Linked DNA regions of Dromaius novaehollandiae: region 2 is linked to region 1. Evidence: chromatin contacts called from public Hi-C data. All regions are on one chromosome and are shown on one strand. Each heading gives the region's core, a stretch centred on a gene start, on an enhancer-like site or on the middle of the called end of the contact. The rest is flanking DNA. Distances are from core to core; before and after follow the strand shown. Region 1 holds the start of CCDC82 (coiled-coil domain containing 82). Region 2 holds the start of MTMR2 (myotubularin related protein 2).

Region 1 (3,665 bases), core at 341-2,840:
CAAATGAGAGAGTGGTTCCTCTTCTATTTCTACTTCAGCATCAGAATCCTAATTGCATTTAAAAAAGGATTTCAAAAGTAAATTATGTATTTTCAGTATTTGCACTTTATAAAATAGACAAGATTTTTGACCTTCCTTTTTTGACCATCTGTTCAATCAACAAGAAATAATATAGTTCCAAAATTACATAATTCTGTACTACGTGAAGGTTACTTTCAGATTTAAATCACTCATCTCCATGTACCTTCAGTCTATCTGTAGGAATTAAGCTACCTTGAGATCTCTAAGTTACTTCAACAGGTATCTTGCTTCTTGATAAATATCATTTGATAATCCTTTCAAATGTCTCTTCTTTACAGAAAAAGGAAGAAGTTATGTTAAAGATGCTTTTCCTTTCTGACTATGTAGGAAGACAGATACCTGCATCCTAAGCTGCTTAATCATCTGAATGCCTGAAAGAGCAAATACAAGAAAATTCTTAAAACCCCAGCGACGAAAGTTAAACTCAAGTTAATAGTGTCAGCAGAGAGCATTTTTATCATGTTAAGAAAATTGCTAAAATATGATGGAATTACTAATTTGTCAGGAATAAAAACCAATACAAAATAAAAAACCCACTGACTGATAACTATTAACTATTAGTTCTTCCCCCACATTCAGTACTTTCACCAAATGAATTTCAAAGATAAAATGCAGACCTCAAAACATTCACTATTACAGGATGTCCGAGTAGCTCTTTGTCTTGAAAGTTCTTTCAATCTGGCTAACACTTGCTGTTTCCTATTAGTAGGAATATTTTCTGCAAGGCAGGTTTTATCAGGTTGCTGTTCTTGAGAACTCTCATCTTCGTCCATTATACAATGGCGTTTAGCAAAAACTTTTCTAACAAGGATATCACTGTCCTCACTTTCATCACTGTCATACAGTACAGAAGTGCTTGACCTTTTACGCTTTCCAGGCGTGACGTGCTCATCCTCGGCATCCTCTGTTATTGCCCCATTATGGCTTTTCTCTTCATGATCTGAAAGGCTATTCTTCACAAGAGTTTCATCTTTTTCATCTACTTCCTCTTCTGATGTGGCAGATCCTTCATCGTCAGAGGTAAATGAGGATTCTTCATCGCTGTCAAGCAAGATGATCTCCCTTTTAGTGCGTCTCCAATCAACTCGGGATTTGGATGCCACTTCTGTTCCTCCTGTCTTCTTCCTTGTTTCGTATCTTCTGACAGCTGCTTTTATTTCCATTGGAAAACTGTGACAATAAACCAAAATACACACACCAGTAAACCAAGGTATCTATTTTTATCATGCCATTCCAAAAAAGTGCAATAGCATGCATCTTATATTACATACACCTATGGGTTAACAATACTAACAGATACATGCAGAAATTAACACCAAGAAAAACTGAGCACACACAATTTCAGGAGAGCACACACTTACCCAAAACACATATAAAAGCAGGAGTGCTCACCCCCAGCCCGAATGAACTAGAAAAGTCACAGCTGAAGTGCAACTAAAGACCCCATCACCCCCTCCAACACTGTAAGCTTACACCAAGGCAGAGAGCCGCACAGAGCCCACCCCGCACAGGCTCACCGGGCCTACCCCCGCCTGCCTGCCCCGCCGCAGGGCCCGATGCGGCGGATGGGCCCTGAGGTGAGCTGCGCCAGCTGTCACGGCCGGCCGGGCGCGGCCTGCTCCCGGCTCTCCAGAGCGGGCCAGGGTCCAGGCCAGCAGGCCCGTCCCCTTGCCCCGCTGCCAGCCGCTACCGCAGCCATGGCCGCCACGAAGCCGCCCCCCGCCTCCGCCCCATCCCCCCTCGCAGGAGCTCGCGCAGCAGCCGTTACTTTGGCCGTTAACGGCTCCCGCCGTCCCGCGCCCGAGCCGCCGGAGGAGAAGCCACCGCCCCCACGCGCCCCGCGGGCCACGATTGGCTACATTTCTCTGTCACTCAGCCTCGCGCGCGTGTTTACGGAAGTGCTCGCGCGCTGCGGTCGGGTGGTGTCACGTGGTGCGCCCAGGCCCTGCGGGCATTGTAGTCTGCGCGCGGCGCTCGAGATCCTTAGGTCATCGGTTCGAGTCCTGCCTCCGCCACAGCCGGCCTTCCCACAGCGCACCTCCTTGTCCTGCTGTGCCTCAGTTTCCCGTAGATCCAAGCGATAGGCCACGTCTAGCATGTCCCACGTAGCCTTAGAACAGGATCATTCATATGTGATCACATTTTAGCCTGGCTTAGATGTATCACCGAGGCAAATTTGCGCACTCGTGAGGTACTTGGCCGCCCCGAAGAGCCCACCAAGAGCCAACAGCTGCCTGCTACAGCTGCAGGTCACCAAAGATCAGCCAGATCTGGCACTTCTGCTACTCGAAAGTGGTTTTTCAGAGTTGCCAGTGATCTCCTCTGTTATCTCGGGAACAAATCCAACAAATTTATTACTTCCAACCCCCAAATTACAGGGGGCACGAGCACGGGCTGCAGGGAAGATGGTTACAGCCTTGGTTACGGAGCGGCTCTGGGCCTGCCCGGCTGTGGCAGGCCCAGAGCAGGCGTTGCGGTGCTGCCTGTGCGCTTTGGAGGGATCTGCCAGCTCCAGGCTTCGGCGGGCGCCTGCGCCGTGCACCCTCGCGCCCCTCGCAGCGGGAACCCCTCGGACGCCCTGGCTGCACAGCGGCAGTCGCTGGAGGCTGGGTGGAACTAGGAGGCCTGGAGGGACCTGCTGGCCCGGCGTGTGGCCAGCCCTGTGCTGGTGTGGATTTCACATAGTGCTCATATTGCTAAAGAGGCGTGGACGGGTGTTTATGTAGATGCTGGGTTGAATTCCCCCTGAAATGGTTATATTGCAAATAGTAAATGGTTATACTTCAAGGATTATATTGTACTAAGGTGCTTGTAGTCCTGGGCTGTCATTTCTGTTAATTGCTATAAATTTAAAGTCAATAAGTGAATTCTCAAATAAATAAATGGAACAGAATTTATCCAGGATTTAGTGTTTCCTCAAATCGTGGAAGTTGACATTCCCCCGGGTACTACTCGCTCCCTGTCCTTCATCACGATTCTCGCTTCTAATGTCGCCACCTAGTGATAAAAGCCATGAAGCAAAACTTGTGGTACACACTACCTGGGAAAAGCGTAACTACCGCGAGTGCGTGGTATATGGCTTTCTAAAGCACACATATACAAATTTTGATTTTTTTACTTAAATGGTATGAGGAATTTCAGATAAGAATGATGACTTGTGAAGGACAGCTAAGCAGGTTTTCTTATTCAAAATGCTGAAAGATCTTGATTTTTCTGATAATATTTCAGGTAAGTATATAGTCTCAATTCTAGGTCAGTCAGCACCGTGGGGTCATGTTGTGCCCTCAGATTTTAGGAGCAAACTTCCAGTCAGGTGTCACAGGTTTTCCAAACAGGCCAGTTTTCCTCAAAGCTGCACTATTAAATTCTCCTACAAATTACACAAACTCCTCTGTCTCATAAACAATAAATATAATTAATTGTTTTTCATTTGCCCCGTGGCCATTTTATTGGGGTTGTGGGATCACTATGCCATGTGAAGACATCTAAGTGGCTACAGCATCTCCCCCGTATTGAGTTTTCTATTTTACTGGGATATCTCAGTCCCCACCCCTATGATTTTAGATAACAGAGAATTGAATATA
Region 2 (3,665 bases), core at 606-3,105, 260 kb before region 1:
CCGGGTTTGAGATGGCTTCAACCCACGTATGCCTTTCTGGCGACTGGGGATGCCCAGCATCATGATGGTGAGCATATTATACAGACTGGTAATTGGCAATCGCATTGGTATTGTGATTGAACTGTATAAGGGTACACTTGTGCTGTGATTTCAGTACATTTCTGAATCACTCTGCTAAATAAAAATCCCGTGTAACATCAAATATCTTCAGAATAAACTTTTATATTAAACACTGCACTCTCTGTATGTGTGGAATACCTAAAAGAACCTGGTTAGAGAGTACTGGACTCTGACACCGGTACAAGAAAGGCATTGACAAACTGGCAGGAGTTCAGTGGAGAGCCACCAAGATCATTGGGGCTGGAGCACTTCCTGCGAGGAGAGGCTGGGGGATCTGGTCCAGCCTGGAGCAGAGATGGCTTCCGGGGCACCTGACAGCAGCCTACCAGCACCTACGAGGTGGTCACTGAGGAGATGGAGCCAGGCTCTTCACAGCAGCGCATGGTGTGAGGATGAGAGATAAGAGGCACAAGTTGAAACACAAGAGGTTCAGACTGGATATAACAAACTCCTTCCCCACAAGGATCACCAAGAACTGGCACAAGATGCCCAGAGAGGTTATGCACCCTCTGTCCCGGGAGGTTTTCAAGACCTGATTGGATCAAGCCCTAAGCAGCCTAGTCTGATATCACAGCTGAGCAGGAGGTTGGACAGAGGGATCCTAAGGCCCCTTCCTTCCTGACGATCCTGCAATCCTGAGACTTCACCAGGGAGAGTGCCGCAAGGACTGGACTGAACAAACTTGACACGCTAGGTCCTTCTCCCTCCCAGGGCTTACCACAAAATCCAGGATTCACCCACCACCGTTCCTCTTCCATCAGCCGACGTCCATCCTTCCCCGCTACCATACATGGCCCCCCTACACTATTAACTCACAGACCAAACAGGAGGCACTTTTGGTCACAAATTTCAAACCTCACGGATAATTGCGGTGAGTGAAAGGAAAGGGAAGTCTCTTTTCAGTTTCTGTGGTTTAAAGAGCTTGGAAATTGCCCACACAGCATTAAAATAAAAGCCATTAAGACTGCAAAGTCATGCCTCCGGAAAGCTGGGAGGACAAAACCGAACGGTCAGCGTGCACCAGGAACTTTGTTACCGAAAAACACAGAACAAGGCCTAGCTCAGACACGAGCGTGTAGGCTGGCTGACGGCAAATGTGCCTCAGGGGACCTGGCACCGCAGGTACTGAGCGACCTTCTTAGCGCCCTTCTGGGCCTCCAGCAGCTGCTTACTTTTATTGTGTCTTTGCTAAACCACCACGCGCGCCGGGGAACCGCAGCCTCGCTGGGTCACTTAGCATTTATCTGCGTGCTGGCGGCGGGAGGGCATCTTCTTCTCTGCCCCAGTGCTTGGAAACCCAAACCGGCGCAGCCCCGGCCCCGCAGCACCCCCCGCCGCCGGGCGCCCCCTCCCTCCCTCCCGCCCGCCCGCGGCAAGCGGCGCCGGCTCCGTCCTCCCGGCGGCTTGTTCCTCCCCCACGTTGAATCACGACCCCCCCGCAGGGGTCGGGGGGGGGGGGTGGCGGGAGGCGGCGGCCGTGGCGCGGCGCGCCGTTACCTGGAGAGGGAGTCGCCGCTGGGCGGCCGCGCCGCCGCCGCCCGCCCGGCGCCCAGGCTCTCGCAGCTGGAGCTCTCCTCCATGGCGGGCGGCGCGGCGGCCCGCGGACGGCGGCTGTCAGCGCCGCGGCGGCCGCGCGGCGGCACAGGAAGCGGCCATGTCGGCCCGGCGTGCCGCGCGGGCGGGGGCGGGCGGCGGCTGCGCCTGGCTTCTCGGCGCCCCTCCCCGCCGCGCTCCCGGCACGAGGGGGCCGGAGGAGGGAGGAGGAGCCGCGCTGGGCCCTCCCGCAGCCCCGGCCGCGCCGCTGGTGCCCAGCCGGGAGGACATCGGGGCCGCGGGGCGACCCCCCGTCGTCGCGGGGGAGAGGGCCGCAGTGCGACACGCCGCCACCCCGGGGGCTGCCCCTCCCCGGTGCGTCCGGCCGCGAATGTCCTTCCTGAAAGCGGGAGGTTTTTCCTTCTCAGATATAAAATGATCGTGTGTTTTCTATTCCATGGGCATACTAGAGGCACAGCTCAGGTCCCCTGGTGCGCTAAGTCTGTACGTGTAATAAAAAGCAGTTGTGCTCCTGAAATTTGTAATTGCCCATACCTGCTAAAAATAAATCCCTGCGAGCTCGTCCCTGCACCAGGTGCGCAGGAGTCACGGGCATGGCAGTGTGAGCGGCCCGGCTCTGCAGGGAGGCCGAGCTGATCTGCGTGCACACACACAGAGGTGTACATATGTCACCGTGTTTTCCGCCCAGGGTGCTGCATAGCTAAAGGTTGCTACGAAAAGGTAGATAGTTCTGTGTGAAGAGCAGTTTTGCATTGAGTTCCCTGGAGCGTTTTGGTGAGCCAGTTCTTAGCATTACTGCCCAAGAGCTGCAGCCTGCTCTGCCCTTACCCAGAGTGCAAGTGTCTTCCAAACGCGCAACCAAAATGACAAAATTGATTAAAAATCCTAGCAGGCAGAAACCAAAGCGCTGGGAAGGTGTGAGCAGGTTCCCAGTGAGGGCGGCTGGTCAGTCCTACTTGTTGACAGAAGAAAGAGGACTCCTGATGCCGCGAGCATCCGTCCGAAGGGACGTTCCTGTCCAAAACACCAGCTCAAACCAACATAAGCCAATCGTGTTCTAAAATTTAATCTACCTGAGTATTTTGTCGCTGTAAAATGGTCACTGATTTAAATGCTATCCCTGTCTGCGCTCTAAAGACTGAATTAGTTGATGTTGCTCTGTCCCTACCTCACGTTTTGTTCCTTTCGTTGGGGTGTAATTCCCCGGCGGTTTCCATCCTTTAAGCTTGCACAAGCGAGTGCACGCAAGCAGGGGGCTGGGGTGAGGTTGCAGCAGCCGTGCCTGAGACGACATTAATTTGCTGTGAAATTTCCTCTGTCGCTCTACTGGCTGCTACGGAGCAAGCCTGATTTCGGGTTTTTGTGAAGCTGATTTAAACTTGAAAACACAGCTTTGTCAAAATGATCTTTTTAACTTTTTTATTTTCTCAGTGTTCTGAAAATGTTCATATGCTGGCAAATAAGTTTGTCTAGTCTCTTTTTTTTCAGCCTAAAGAATTAAGTTTGTGTAGCCTTTTCTAAAATGAACCCTGTTTTATGGTTAGAAGTGAGATTTTGTGTAAAAACAAAGGCTAATTGCTACTGTCTTATTACAGTGTTAAAACTCAAAACAAAATGCTTTGACAATATCAAAATGAAAAGATTGATAGACCTGTGCTAATTTTGTTCTAGCTGCAGTTTTTTTGGATATGTTGGGGGGGGGGGGCTCCCCTAGCTTGGGGCAAGAAACCTTTCAGAAGTTCCATTTTTTTTTCTGGAAAGGAGAGATTATCTCCCCCCCCCCTCCATTTTCTTCTGTTTTCCGCCTCTGCCTGTGTTTGGGCAGACAGACTGTGACTTCCAGAGTGAGTAGCTGTGTTTCTCTGCAGACAAGCTGATAGGGGGTGCTGTAGCAGCAGTAGATTTTGGTCTTTGCTAAGCAATTGCATTGTTCCTGGTAGCGCTTTCCCGCTGGTGCTGCCTTTTCCCAGTCTTTCTCAGGACTGGTTTGC

Evidence for each region. A called contact is a pair of places that touch in the nucleus more often than the background predicts.
Region 2: a contact with region 1 is called in a Hi-C map of brain, with 6 times the contacts expected there. The contact joins the promoter of MTMR2 here to the promoter of CCDC82 in region 1. A contact is called at or near these places in 2 of 4 Hi-C or Micro-C datasets (brain and liver).

What each region holds. Positions count from the first base shown.
Region 1 is chr1:206,352,346-206,356,010 of bDroNov1.hap1, reverse strand. CCDC82 (coiled-coil domain containing 82) reads right to left here and starts at 1,590. Exons shown (of 9, transcript XM_064505111.1): 1 at 1,443-1,590; 2 at 699-1,251; 3 at 1-48. The coding sequence starts at 1,453.
Region 2 is chr1:206,614,061-206,617,725 of bDroNov1.hap1, reverse strand. MTMR2 (myotubularin related protein 2) reads right to left here and starts at 1,855. Exons shown (of 15, transcript XM_064505108.1): 1 at 1,618-1,855. The coding sequence starts at 1,700.